2 separate regions of the Mus musculus genome follow, and region 2 is linked to region 1. A link is a contact called in public Hi-C data. All regions are on one chromosome and are shown on one strand. Each heading gives the region's core, a stretch centred on a gene start, on an enhancer-like site or on the middle of the called end of the contact. The rest is flanking DNA. Distances are from core to core; before and after follow the strand shown. Region 1 overlaps Gm33566 (a long non-coding RNA gene). Region 2 has its middle 22 kb from the start of Adgre1.

Region 1 (7,441 bases), core at 2,877-5,376:
CTACCCATTTTATGAAGGTCATCATTGCTAACTCCTGCCACCGCTTTGTGGGTTGGGGCATTAAGACTCCCCCCAAGGCAATTGTTTAACAAGCATGTCTCGAGTGGGTCTTGAACCAACTCTTCTCTCCACTGCCAGAGTAAACCTCATGAGAAAGTCCATAAAGGACTTGCCTGATTGCTGTACAAGGTTAGGGAGATAGGCAGAGGGATCTCTGGAAGTGCGGGCCTTAAGGACCTTGAAAGACAGATCAGCCACCTGGTTGAAGTAGGCATGTTGGCTGAGAGAAGCTTGGGTAAATGGGTTAATGTATGCCCTGTGACCAGTCAGCATGTCTAGGGTGATGTTAAGCTTATATTCAAAATTTAAGCATGCCTGATTCTCAGCCAGGTCCTGATATGTTGACTGCCAGTTTGTGGGCTCCGGGGCCACTTTAAGATTATACCAAGCATATTAGGTTTGTAAGTGCAAGGCCCATTGTCTTAAGACCTGTTCAAAGTAGGGAGAGTCAGGCCCCTATTCATTGGCTGCCTTTCTAATTAAAGCGAGGTCAGTTCCTAATCAGACTGGGTTCTGCCCATTTGGGGCTTTGCTGAAACCTTCCTACCCCACAAGTGGATACCCCGAGGGGAAGTATGGGTCAGGGGCCTTGTTCCTGACTCCCAGTGGTACACCATCAATGCTCCATTCCACAGAGAGGAGACAGTCCCAGACACCGCTGCTTCCCCTTCTGGTCCAGCAAAAAAGAACACGAACTGTATAGCACCATTATGGACTTCGTTCTACCTCCCCAGAGTGGTGGCCGTGCACTCCAGGCACCCGGAGAGGCCGACTATGGTATGGTGCCCTTCTTTATTCTGATCTTTCTTAGGACACAGAAAAAAGCGATCATTACCAAACATATTGTAATTAGTTCTATAATTATATGGGTCCAGGTGACTGATTTATTTCACTAGCAATATATGTAGCATAGTTGTCTCCTCCTCCTCCATCTCCTCCTCCATCTCCTCTTCCATCTCCTCCCCCATCTTCTGCTCCTCCATCTCCTCCCTCATCTTCTCTTCCCCCATCTCCTCCATTGCCTTCCACTCATCCTCCACCTTCTCTAGCATGTCCAGATTTACATGGCTCAAACTCAGATCCTTATGCACTACCCACTGAGCCACCGCACAAACCCATATTACCTTTTATAATGCAGACTCCTAATGGAGTCTGTCTTCTGAGTGGAATGTTTCTACCGGAGCAACTGGAATAAAAATAAAATATGAAGCTATATAATTTGAGTGTTTCCCAAAACTACAATTTTAAAACAGAGAAGAAAGAATGCAAGACCTGGAGGATAAGGCAGAAAGCAGTGAAATGCTGACACACGACAGCTGGAGCCCTGAAGAACTAACTGCAGATGTCGTCACTTGCTCAAGACTGATCAACCAGCACCATCAGGGACAGGGAGAGGCTCAGTAGCTCCACCCCTTCCCTGTCAGTTTTTCTCAGTGATTTTCTGTAGAGCGCTACACACCCATGGGCAGCACTAACAAGTTCTCACTATGTAACTTTTAGAAATTGCAGTTTAGTTCCACCCCTCACACTTTCCCCAACTCCCCTTCAAATTCATAACCTCAGAGATACACATACATATATCCATGAACCAAGTAAAGAGGAATCTGCAGAGTGAGAGGGAGTCTTCACTAGCTGTAAAATTATACATCTGGATGGAGTATTAGTAATCCTAAGTACAGAAAGAATTTAAAGAAGAGTCAGGAAAACAAATGGCCCAATTTGAAAATAGCCTATGAATCTAAAAATAGAGTTCTCAAAAGGAGAAAATAAAAATGGCTAAGGAATGGTTCAAAAAAATTAATCACCCCTAGCTTTAGGGAATGTTAGTCAGAAAAACAGAGAGACTTCATCTTACCTCTGTCAGAATGGCAAAGATCATGAGAACAGACAGCCAATCCTGGAGGGGATATAGGGAAAGGGGCCCTCCACCCAGTGTTAGTGGGATTGCAAACTCACTGCGGCCACTCTATAATCAGTGTGCAGAATTCCCAAAAGCTACAAATGAATCTTACATATGACTCATTGAAGTTGAAATTTTGGGTTGTTTGTTTGTTTGTTTGTTTTTTGGAAAGTCAGTTCTGTCTAATGGTGTTTTGCTGGGGCAAACGTGAAGGATTGTTTTCCTGAAGCAGACACAAGTGAAAGGATGTTTTGCTAAAGTAAGTGCGTGAAAGAATGAGTGATGATGGATTATTCACTAAAGACACACATGCATTGGCTCTCCTTACATGTGTTGCTGAGGCTACATTTGTCATGACTCCATAAACAGAAACACACCAAAAAATTCCTAGAGATATGCTGCTGGCTTCTTGCCACTTCTATGCACTCAGGCCGATTGGCAGAGTGATGCCAGCTGATTCAGACTCACGTGCTGAAGTAAGACACATGGTGAGGCAAGACCCATGGAAGACATGTGATGTTTGGAGGGAGTATAAACGGGATTCAACTTACTGAGACAGGAGCTTGCTTGTAGAGATAGCTTTACAACACTTCTTGGTCTCATGGTTTCACTGACCGTTGCTTAGTTGAAAGAGGAACAGCCAAGAACTTCTCCTGGAATCCCTGGTGGTCCTGGTTCCTTCTGCTGGCTCATGCTTTTTTTTGGCTGAGGTCTGGCTACTCCTACTAGGCCATGCCACCTCTGCTGACCTGTGAACTGGACTGCTGGTATATCAGTGAAGTGTTTCTGAGTGAATCAAACTGCCACTGCTAACTCATGTGGACTGAACTGCTGACTTTCTGACAAAGCAGATAGGATTTGCTCCAATGAAAAATTTCTAAATAGGTCCACTTCCCTCATATCCTAATAACATTTCTCTTTCACTACCTCTGCTGGGTGGTTGGCTAGAAGAGAGGTTAAGGCCTTTAAGAACTTTATTAAAAGTAGGTTTTGGAAAAATTAAGGTTACAGCCCATCTATACTATTCCTTGTCATTTGCCCAAAGGATTCATCATTCTTCTCCACAGATACAGGTTCTGCCATGTGCATTGCTCTATTCACCATAGGAAAAAAATGGAAACAACCTAAACATCCTTAAACGGGTGAGTGGATAAGGAAAATATGCTACATATACACTATGAAATAACTATTCATCTACAAAGAAAAATGAAATCATGAACTTGGCAGGTAGTTGGATGGAAATAGAAAATATTATACTAAGTGAAGAAATCCAGAGAAAACATGGGAACCAGGAAAGTCTAGATGGACCATGGCAGGAAAAGTGGGAGCTGCAGAGGTAGAGAGCATTAGGACACTGCTGTGAAGGAGGAATTTGGAAATTGGTACAATACAGAGGGAGGGAGAGGGAAGGGGATTTAAAAATCCACAAAGAGGTGTAATGTTATATGTTTACTTACAACACATATAAAATGTATAGATCTATGAGTATGTGCTTTAAATGGAGTCATGTGACTTGGAGTGTTGGTGCCCCCCCCCCACAAGTGCCATAAATAATTTAACAAAATCCCCAGTGCTAGGCATTAGAAACATCTCTTCAAGTTATTCTTCAGGGGAGCCCAAGAGTTTCCCCAGCAGTTTAGGCTAATGCCAGTGCCCTTAGCTATGTCCTAGAACTTGAACTAGAACACTCTACTGCTGAGATATCACAAGTTTAGGCACAGGATCCCAGACAGAACTGAACTAGAAGCCTCCTTCCTAGTGGCTATGCATATAAACATTCTCTGTTATAAACCTGGGATTTCAATTTATTTGCAAACTTGTAGTGAACTTTTTACCATGTGATAATGCACTCTGAAAGTCATAAAAATGATGAGAACAACGAACAAAGACAGGCCTCCCTCCCTTTTCTTCCTAAGACTTCAACTTTAGAGGCTTGGGATTCCTGCAGAGATAGAACAAAGGCTACTAACAAAAACCTCCCACTGTTTTACTATGAGGTGCTAAACCAGAGACTGCAGCTTCTAGCCCCAGGAACAACTCAGACAGGCAGATCAACTACAGAAGCAAAGTACCCTACACTTACAATGGGTAGACGGTTTATTATTTTATTGTTAGACTTAGGTAATCTAAGACTGTATTAAAAGGTGCTGGGATGCCTCTCGTGGGTTGCATTTCTGCATCCTGAATGATTAACCGCAGAATGGGCTGCCCAGCAGATGGCCTATCCTGAGATAAGATGTCTCCTAGTCATGTGACTATCTTTAAGCTGTTCCTCTAGTGGGTAATTTTATTGTCCTGTTCCTGGACTTTAGGGTCTGCTGCTGGAGCAAATGGTTCATTTTTTTTCTCCACTAGATTCTGAGTGGAGACGAAATGGGATAAAAAGGTCCCTCCATTCTCTAGCCTGGTTGCCATTATTTTGTGGTGTCAATATTTGAAGTGTGCTTCCCCTGTCCAGGTCCAAGTGTGCTGTGTGAGAGATGTGTGCGCTCATGAGAGAGAGGGAGGAGAGCTCTGACAGGCTCAAACATGGAGAACATGGCACCACCATGTCCCCTGTCCTTCCTCCCTACTTTTGTCTCCCTTATTTGGCCATTTCCTCATTCCTGAGACTGACTGCCAAGGCTAAGCCACTAGATTCCCTTATAAATAGACAGAGACAGAGATAAGGAAGATGAGAGTTTTACTCTTAAAGGAGGTCACCTGGTGTTTTCTTTCTGAGCTGTACAGTCGGGGGGTGGGGGGGGAAATGAGTGACAGGGTGACCAAATGATAGCCACACTGTACTCAACCGGGCATTTTCTTCACAGGACACCAGTGGATGTGGCTCAGATCCCTCCTTCTGTCTCAGAAGCTTGGGCCCTGGGGAATGGGAAGATGTTCAGTCCATAAAGAACTTGCCACACAAGCAAGAAAGACCCAGGTTCAACTCCCAGAAACCACAAAAGAAATGGCAGCATATGCCTGTAATTCCAGCACTGGGGAGTCAGAGACAGGAGCACCTCTGGGTCCCAATGGCCACCTCCCTAGTGAATCCATGAGCTCTGAGTTCAGTAAAAGATTGTCTGGGAAAACCTGGTGGTATAAATGTCTTTAATCTCAGCCTAGAAGCAGGTGGATCTCTGAATTCAAGGCCAGCCTTGTCTATATATAACAAGTTCTGGGACAGCCAGTATTAGGGTTTTTAGGCAGAAGGAAGGATACCTTGATGAATTGAAGCAGAGGGACAAAATCACAGCATGCAACAGGCCTCATGCAAGAGTATAGGGCAGGTGGAGGATTATGCAGAGGTTGCCTCTGAGAGAGGGCCAAAGGGGAAACTGAAGGTGGGCTGTGAAGGCAGTGGCTTCTCATAAAGATGTATATATACTTCGTGCACATAGGTAGAATATACGACTTTTGTGGGGCAGTGGACCATGTTAGGAAACTTGATAAGGTAGAGCAGATCAGAGAACCCAGAACTCGGTGTCTCCCTGCTCCCTACTAAGATTCCAGGTCAGGAACACATGCCACACTCCCGACATTGGTCACATAGCCCAGAACAGAGATCTCCACACTAGAGGCCCCGAGGATTTAGCCAATAAGCTTCCCTTTGAAGACACCCCCCCCCCTCTTGCAGAGGTACTTCATGTCTGGTCCACCCCGAGAAGTGAGTACACACCCATTTCCCACAATGAACAGTCAGTAAACAGTATGGATAAACATGGACTGTCTCTCATCAAAAAGTTTTGACTGCTCTTACCTCATGCAGGTGCCTGGCAAGTATCGGGCTATGAGGAAGCCGCGGGACACTGCTCCAGGGGTGGGGGAGCACAGTCTGAGGTCTTGGGGTCAGCCAGAGCTGTCTCGTGGGTCCCTGGGTCTGCAGGAAGGCTCAGGCCATCTGGTTCTCAGGCTCTTGAGCACCAGGTAAGGTTGTGCCCATACCCTGACAATAGGAAAATGAGGAGAGGTAGGTCCCCAAAACTTTGACAAGATCAAGTTAGTGGTCCTGGTGTCCAGGAGAAAGGAGATGGGCCATCCGGATATTGTAATGACTACTCAGGGCTCCCTGTCAGAGATGACAGAGCCCAGGCCAAAGCAGTCCAATCCCCTTCGTTCATTCATTGCCTCAGAAGTCTGCTGGAGGGTGACCTGGGTCTGATGTCCCCGCTCTGTGGGGAAGGGAAGCAGACAGGAGTCAACAGCCAATGTTCCTATTTTTTTTAACTTTTTATTAATTCTTTGTGAATTTCACATCATGCATCCTAATCCCTCTTATCTCCCCCATCCCTTTGTATCTGTCCTCTGCCCTTGCAGCCTCATATGTGTGTGTGTGTGTATACACACATATATATGTGTGTGTGTGTGTGTGTTTGTGTGTGTGTGTATGCTATAGTGTGTCCCACAGTATTCCCTTTTGCCCACACATATTTACTTGCAAATGTTCACTACAGTGAGTCATTGGTCTGGTTCCAAGGCTTCTGCTACACTATCAATACTGTATCCTCACTGGGATTCCTCTCAGATGCTCTGTTGTTGCCCTGTGTCATGGAGATCCTGCAGCTTTGGATCTGCAGGACTGGCCCAGCAGTTCATGGCATAGTTGATGGGGTGGGCCAACTCATAGCCCTGGATCTGAGTCTGAGTGGGAGCTGAGTTGGTCAGCCCTCCAGCTCTCCCACACCCACACCGTGAGTAAGCACGTGTTCTCCAGCACTGCCCCACCTAACCCACCCAATGCTGCCGCCAGCGAGGGGTAGGGCCAGCTCTCCTGCTCTCCTGACCTCTAGCCAGTCCATCCAATACCACATGACCAGGGAAAAGCTCTGCCATGCTGCCCAGGAAAGGAGCAGGGCCTGCTCTCCCAAGTGCTGCAGTAGGTGAGGGGCAGGGCCAGCTCTCCCACTCTCATGACCTCCAGGCCAGCTTTTCTGCCTACCACAAGCATCTCTCCCTCACCCAAGTCACTACATGGCAGTAGTAATAGGGCCAGCTCTAGAGATAGCACACACTTTGGACATGGCCAGAAGAGCCTTCAGGGGTTAGAGAAGGCCAGGACCAGTGACTTTCCTGAACACATTTGAAGCAGTGACTCGGTGTACACTCGCATGCCTTTAATCCCAGCACTTGGGAGGCAGAGGCAGGCGGATTTCTAAGTTCAAGGCCAGCCTGGTCTACAGAGTGAGTTCCAGGACAGCCAGGGCTACACAGAGAAACCTGTCTCGAAGAAAAAAAAAAAAAAAAAAAAAAAAAACCTGAACCAAGATGGAGAGCAGTACAGGAAGATACCCAGCATTGACCTATAGCTGTACATGCACATAACCATTCACCCCAAACACAAGAACACATGCACACATTCGTCTGCACACATACACACATACACAGAACCAAGATGGAGAGCAGTACAGGAAGATACCCAGCATTGACCTATAGCTGTACATGCACATAACCATGCACCCCAAACACAAGAACACATGCACACATTTGTCTGCACACATA
Region 2 (7,171 bases), core at 3,279-5,778, 160 kb before region 1:
GAAAAAGGAGGCCATGAAACTGAAGAAGAGAAGGGAAGGGCATAAGGAGTGTTTGGAGAGAGGAAAGGAAAAAGAGAAATGTTGTAATTATATCATAATCAAAAAATTTTTTCAAAAAACTGCAACACACGCACTAAATGAAAGAAGATGATAAGAGGAGAAGGAAGCAGGGGAGGGGGAGGGGAGGAGAGGGGGAAGTGGTGGAGGATCTGGGGGAACTTAGGGGGAAATGGATGTGGATGTCATCATATTTTCTTGTGTATGTATAAAAACTTCTCAAAAACATCATAAAGGCACAGCTTACATAAAGAACAAAGCCGCCTGTGATGGTTCATGCACATAACCTGAGGAGGATTCCTGAGCTCGGCACCAGCCTAGGCACTACTTTCTTGCTCTGTGAACATGGCATGTCCACCCCATCGCTCTCAGCAGAGCTCAGAGAAGCCTCTGTGCAACAGGAGCGACGACAGCAGAAACTCACGACTGGCCAGAGTACTGAGAGTCTGACATGACTCTTGGGTGCTCAGTCTCAAACAGGGCAGTTGTGTCACCCACCCCTCCCAAGATTCGGTCAACAGTGGGGGTGGGAGGGAACTGGCAGAAAGAATGTGAGAGTTGGGGGAAGGAGGAGGGGTGCAGAACCCTGACTCCTGGGCGCAATGTGAACCCTTCGCTCTTGAACTTCCAGCAGCTATAGCTGGACAAGATGGTGCCCTCGGACATCCTGCCGCGGAGGCTGAAGGGGCTCAAAAGGCCACGATCCCTGGGAGAAAACCATGGGCAATTAGTGATTGCTGGGAGAGGAAAAGACACTTGCTTGCTGCAGTAGAGTGGTGTGATCACTGGTGAGTCGGCCATGCTCCTAAGTGACCATAATTAAACTCACTGGACTCTGTAAGGCAGGGACCAAGAGAGGAAGCAGAGTTTGGGATGTAAATCAATAAGTAAACAGGAAAAGAAAAAGAAAAAAAAACTCACTGGGTCACTAAAAACAAAAGGCTTCAAAGTAGAGAGGGGACTGGTTGGGAGGGGATCTGCAGGAATGGAGGGGACAGGAAGGGAGTGAATATCATCAAAATGGTGTGTGTGTGTGTGTGTGTGTGTGTGTGTGTGTGTGTGTGTGTGTGTGTGTGAAAATGTCATAAACCCAGTATGTACAATGAATACAGGCTAGTAAAGAGATGCTAATAAAATGTAAAGAATGTGAAGGAAGAGAGAAAGAAGGGGAGAGGTACAAAGAGATGGAGGGAGAGAGAAAGACAGAGATGAAGAGAGAAAAGAAGTCTAAGGATGAAGGTCACAGGATGGGCTGAAAAACGGCTAGACAGGAAACGAAGTGAGACATTACCCCAGGAGATGATCGTGACCACGGAAAAACTAGAGAACAAAGTGGGAACACCAGAGGAGATTCAGAGAGGCCAACGGCCAATTCCCAGTACCCATGTGGTGGCTCAAAACCATCCATAACTCCAGTTCCAGGAGTTCTGTCACCTTTTGACCTCTGTAGGCACCAAACATGCATATGGTGCAAATATATACATGTAGACAAAACACTCATAAAATAAGTCTAAGTGGTTTAATTTCTTTTTTTTAAAAAAAAGGGGGACACTGAAAAATATATAAATGTAATTCTTGAAAAAGTAATAAAAGTAATCATATTTTTTGAAAATAAAAAAGAACTAACTGAGAAAAGAAGGTCCGGTCTGAATTCCGGGGAAGAGCTGTCCCTTTATTTGGAACCATGGTCGCCACGGTTACCGGAAACTCAGAAAGGAGAAGTTTGCAAATCTTGTTTATTGCGTTTCATCTTTGTCAGAGTGAAGCAGGAGATCATGATCCTTGATAAGGCAAAGCTTCTAAGAATCAGAAAGGATTTGAAAAAATTAAATATAGCCCATCAATTTCAGTGGCAAGGTGGGGTGGTGGTGCGTGCGAACCTGCATGCGCATGTGCAGACCAACCTTAATCTTCTCCATCACGCAGCATCCACTGTCTGCTTTAATGTATTTTTCATTAGTTCTTTGAGAACTTCCTACATGTGCTCCCCCTCCCGCTCCCAACTCCTCTCGTCTGCCCACCATTATCAACTTGGTGCCCTCCCTTGTTGGTTGGTCTTCTAACCTCCTAAGTCAAATCTGTGCCACTCACATGTGTTTTCCTAAGACGGGGTCTTCCTCGCTACCCTAGAATCCGCAAGTCGAGACATGGATCCTCACGTTTGTGGAGCGAGCACTGGAGCAGCTGGGCCAGCCAGCACGCTTCAGGAAAAGCACAACCATCCACAGAGACGCTGGTTTCTAATTAGGACTTCAAACGGATCCAGGTTCTGTGTGTGTGCAGCCTATCCCTCAATCCCACCGGCCTCCTCTCCACCTCCCTTGCTGAGGAGACTCCAAAGTACACAGGCTGTGTGGTTTATTCCGTTCCTTTTTTTTTTTTTTTTTTTTTTTTCCTCGTCGGGTGATGCACACCTTAACAATTTGGTACGTAGATTACGAGTGAAATGGTGACCTCTCGAGGCAGTTAGCATCCCCCTCCCCTTCAACCATCGCCTTGTCCTTTCTCATGTGTTTGTTTGTTTGTTTGTTTGTTTGTTTGAATGTGTATCCTGCTGTGTGCATGTGGAGGTCAGACGTCAGCTTTCAAGAAATGGTCCTCACCTTCCACCACAAGAGTTCCAGAGGATGAACTTGGGTCATCAGAAACTGACAAGTGTATTCACTACTGAGCCCTGTCCACACACACCCATTTAGTGGGGGAGGGAGGAGGGGTTGGTTGGTTTTTGGTTTTGGTTTTGGGGTTTTGGGTTTTGGTTTGGATTTTGGTTTGGGGTTTGTTTGGGTTTTTTTGGTTGGTTGGTTGGTTGGTTGGTTGGTTGGTTTGGTTTGGTTTGGTTTTTTGTTTTGTTTTGTTTGTTTGTTTTGTTTTGTTTTGTTTTGTTTTTTGAGACAGTGTTTCTCTGTGTAGCCCTAGCTGTCCTGGAACTCACTCTGTAGACCAGGCTAGTTTCAAGGGCATGTGCCTGCCTCTGCCTCTCTCTCTTTCTCTCTCTCTCTCTCTCTCTCTCTCTCACTCTCTCTCTCTCTCTCTGCCTCTCTGCCTCTCTCTCTCTGTCTCTCTCTGTCTCTCTCTGTCTCTCTCTCTCTCTCTCTCTCTCTCTCTCTCTCTCTCTCTCTCCCTCTCCCTCTCCCTCTGCCTCTGCCTCTGCCTCTGCCTCTGCCTCTGCCTCTGCCTCTGCCTCTGCCTCTGCCTCTGCCTCTGCCTCTGCCTCTGCCTCTGCCTCTGCCTCTGCCTCTGCCTCCCAAGTGCTTGGATAAAAGACCTTTGTCACCACAGCCAGCCTAAGTTTTTATTAAAACAGATACTGCTCACTCTAGCTGAACCTCGTGGTGCAGGTTATGAAATCTCAGATACTGGGGAGGCTGAGGCAGGAGGATTATAAGCACAAATCCAGCCTTGATCTGCTACATAGAGAGACCCAGGCTGTGGGGGGAGGGGAGGCTCAGTCAGTAAGTGTTTGCTAAGCAAGCAAAGCTCCCTGAGTGAGCTCTGCACACCCTCACTTAAAGTCCAGGCATGGAAATGAAGTTCTATAATCTAGCCCTGGAGAGAGGGAGGTGTGGAGATCAATGTATCCCCAAGGTGGCCAGCCTACTTACTGAACTCCAGGGCTATAGAAGAACCTGTCTCAAAAAAATAAGGTGGAACCCTCTCCCCAAGAGGAGACAAGGAAGACTGTAAGAGCCAGAAGTCAGGCACGACTGAAGCAGGATCTCGGTACTAATAAACTACAGCACCTGTGGCTGCTGCTTATAATCAGACCAGTCAACCTTACAGCAGGAGTTGGAAGGGCTCATGAGCCCACCCTAACTGAGGAGCTGGACAGTTGATGGCTGCTGATGGAGGGAGAGGCAGTTTTCTTTAAACTATGCCCCTGACCCCGCAGGCTGACCATGCCCCAGTGGATAGCCACACACCAAGTACTACATGGACACCCCAAATTAAACTGGATGGGCTATTTAAAATTTAAAAAGAAGGCATGGTGTTGTAAGACGATTTGGATGACAGCGGATCTGGGAGGAGTTGGGGAATATACACAGTTGAACCCAGGGGCCATATCACTCGTGGACGCTAGGTGGCAGCACAGGGCTGCAAGTGAGCGCTGTGTGGTTAGACTGCAAAGTGTTCCTTGAAGTGAAAAATGGGGGCCTCGGCGCCACAGACAAGGAAACACAGCCTGCTGGAGTCTATGCCTGACTTCATAGGCTGGAATTCCACCAGTACAAGGGTCATTGTTTCGGATAAATGCATTTCTCTTTTAAAAAATAATAAAATTATCCAGAGTACCAATTCAACAAATGAAGCTCAGATCCACCTAGAAATCACTAGAGATAAAAATAAGTTGTAAACATTTTTTAAGAAAAATATGTAACAATAAATTATTGAAGGGTAGGGGCTGTGAGGTGGCTCAGCAAGTAAAGAAGTTTTGCACCTAATGACCTGAGTTTAATCTCTAGGGCCTACACGATAGAAAAAGGGAACTGACTCCTGCACAATGTCCTCTGGCCTCCTATTGCTCTCGGGATACTCACACACTCGTTCACACAAACACAAATCAAATAAATTTAATAAGAAACTAAGCCGGGCAGCGGTGGCGCACTCCTTTAATCCCAGCACTCGGGAGGCAGAGGCAGGTGGATTTCTGAGTTCGAGTTCGAGGCCAGCCTGATCTACAGAGTGAGTTCCAGGACAGCCAGGGCTACACAGAGAAACCCTGTCTCAAAAAAATAAATAAATAAATAAATAATAAAAATAAAAAACAGAAAAGAAAATAAACTAAAAATAAATTGAAGACACCATATCATCCAGTAGTGCCGCTGGCCATTCCTTCTAGAAGACTGGGTGGAGATGCCAGAAATACCAGGGTCCCTTCCTGGGGGCCTCTCTAGGCTCATATCCACAGACTTGTGAGTAAACACGTGTGCACACCCACAAATAAACTCAATCTCTTCCGTCTTTCCTCCCCTCTGCAAACGACCCGCCCAGCTGCAGACGTTGTGTCATTACCGCACATGTCCGCGAGGGGGCGATCGTGCCTTTAACGTCCAGCTGTCTGCCTCGGACCGGTCCTGCTTGGATGTCTGCCCCTGCGTTTGAAGCTTATGTCCGATTTCCCACATCTTCATCCATGTTTTTAAATCCCTAGAACAGTGTAGGGAGAGTATTTTGAGGACTGGCCTAGTTTCTGTTGCTATAATAAAATATCCTGACCAAAAAAAAAAAAAAAAAGGGAGCTTTGGAAGCTAGGGGTTGAGTTTACAGGTCTAGATTACAGCCCATCTTTGTGGGGCAGTTAGAACACACACCTCAAACAGCTGGCCGCGTGACAACCACAGTCAAGAATGAAGAAGTGAAGGCCAGCATGCTCATTTCTCCACAGTTCTGGATCCCTGCCTAGGGAATGGTGTGGCCCACTACAGGCTGGGTCTTCCCACATCAATCCCCCACAGACCCTACAAGTCAACCCACCGTAGGCAGTCACTACAGCAAAACGTAACTTGAGCTGACTAATACAAACTTCTGCCACCCTGAGCCTTAAAGATGGACTGAACACTCTGGGCATGGCTGGAATGGCTCCAAGAGCAGATTCGTGACCTCTAACTCCTCAGCATCGCATGATTCAGCCTTTCTTTTTCATGGGAGAACCATGGGAGCAGGCAGCATTCTGTTACCATGGTGCTTGTGATGGTTAACCTTGACTGTGGACTTGAACTTGAACTTGAATCAGCTGAGAGACGTGCTTCTGGGGAAATTCACGGGGGGACTTTGCCCCTTCCTGGAGAGCTCCTCCACTCTGTTACTGCCCCTGTGTTGTTCCTACAATCCTTATCTGACATGCATTGAAGACCTGGGACCCTCCAGAAATCCCCCCACCCCAGGCCTTCAGATCTGGACTTTGCAGCACCCACCTCATAGACTGGGCTGCTACCAGGTTCTCGGCCTTGGCAGCATACAGGCAGCCATTATAGACTGCCCAGGCTGTATCAGATAAGCCAGACGAACAAATCTTCCTTTGATACCTATTGATTCTATCAGTCCTGTTCCTCTAGTGAACTCTAATGCAGTTCTTGAAGCCCGCAAATCCAGTGACTCTCCCTACAGTGAAGGCAGACCCTTCAGACGTGATAAGCATTTCAGACCAGACTCCTGTGCCATAGTCTATCGTTGGCCAAGAATGTGTGTGAGACAGCACTCGGGCACTGACTTTCCTGAGAGAGAACCAGGCAGTGCTGTGGCCTCTGTTAGCCACTTGACCAGTAATTCTCAACCTTCTTAAAGCCGTGGCCCTTTAACTCAATTCCTCAACCACAAAATTATTTCCTTGCTACTTTGTTAACTGTAATTTTGCTACTGTTAGGAACTGTAATGTAAATATCTGATGTGCAGGATATTGTGATATGCAACCCCTGTGGAAGGGTCATTCAACTACCAAAGGGGTTGTGACCACTGCACTAGGGTGCTGAGAACACAGCTTAGCCCTGAGACTCAGCTTTTTTTAGTGTGTGTGCTATGTGGGATGTACTCACACCTGTAATTCTACATATGCAGGTGCTTATACCGTCACAGGTGTGGAGGCCACTGGAGGCTAACACTCCCCACTCATTCCCCTGATACCTAGTCTCTTGCCGAATGCAGAGCTTGGCTGACAGCCAGAAGTCCCAGCAATTCTCCTGCCCAGGGTTGGCCAAGCCCAGATCTTTCCTGAATGCTGGGGACTCAAACTCAGGTCCTCATGTTTGTGCAGCAAGAACTCTGAACCTCTGAGCCTTCTCTCCAGACACATCACGATGCTGTGCCTTCAAAAAAATATGTCCCTGACTCTCTGGTAATGTACCGTCAATTTTCCAGGGGGTGAGATGACCTCCAAGTCCATTATGTCTCAACCAACATTCTCCACCGCCCACAAAGCTGGATCTAATATTGGGCCATGGGGATGTTCGATACAATGGCGCCTTCCTAAATAATGTACACTCTGAAGTCCTGTCCCATTGGCCACCAACGCTAGCCCTTCTTTTATTTGAGCTTGGTAATGGTGATCCCAGCCGATCGAAAGAAATCCACCCAAAAAGGTCAGTTACTTAGCTCTTGACTTAGCCCTAAAGTACTGCAG

The links. Hi-C and Micro-C count contacts between places; a contact is called where the count stands out from the background.
Region 2: a Hi-C map of the G1E-ER4 cell line shows a contact between it and region 1, with 5 times the contacts expected there. The contact joins two enhancer-like sites. A contact is called at or near these places in 3 of 15 datasets of contacts at CTCF or cohesin (embryonic stem cells, large pre-B cells and pro-B cells), 51 of 484 Hi-C or Micro-C datasets (3T3-L1-derived adipocytes, the G1E-ER4 cell line, the N1E-115 cell line and 27 more), 8 of 115 datasets of contacts at active chromatin or transcription factors (the HPC-7 cell line, bone marrow-derived dendritic cells, bone marrow-derived macrophages and 5 more) and 1 of 9 other capture datasets (embryonic stem cells).

Annotation. Positions count from the first base shown.
Region 1 is chr17:57,167,541-57,174,981 of GRCm38.p6, reverse strand. It overlaps Gm33566 (a long non-coding RNA gene), which reads right to left. Exons shown (of 7, transcript XR_876893.3): 6 at 5,703-5,888; 7 at 3,190-4,822. Among named protein-coding and RNA genes, the nearest start is that of Cd70, 21 kb to the right of the region's middle. Within about 2 kb of position 4,126, at least 8 of the 459 cell types and tissues checked have an H3K27ac peak or open chromatin away from gene starts, as enhancers often do. A contact at or near this core is called in the G1E-ER4 cell line, where this site is marked.
Region 2 is chr17:57,332,843-57,340,013 of GRCm38.p6, reverse strand. No RefSeq gene overlaps it. Among named protein-coding and RNA genes, the nearest start is that of Adgre1, 22 kb to the left of the region's middle. Within about 2 kb of position 4,528, at least 49 of the 459 cell types and tissues checked have an H3K27ac peak or open chromatin away from gene starts, as enhancers often do. A contact at or near this core is called in the G1E-ER4 cell line, where this site is marked.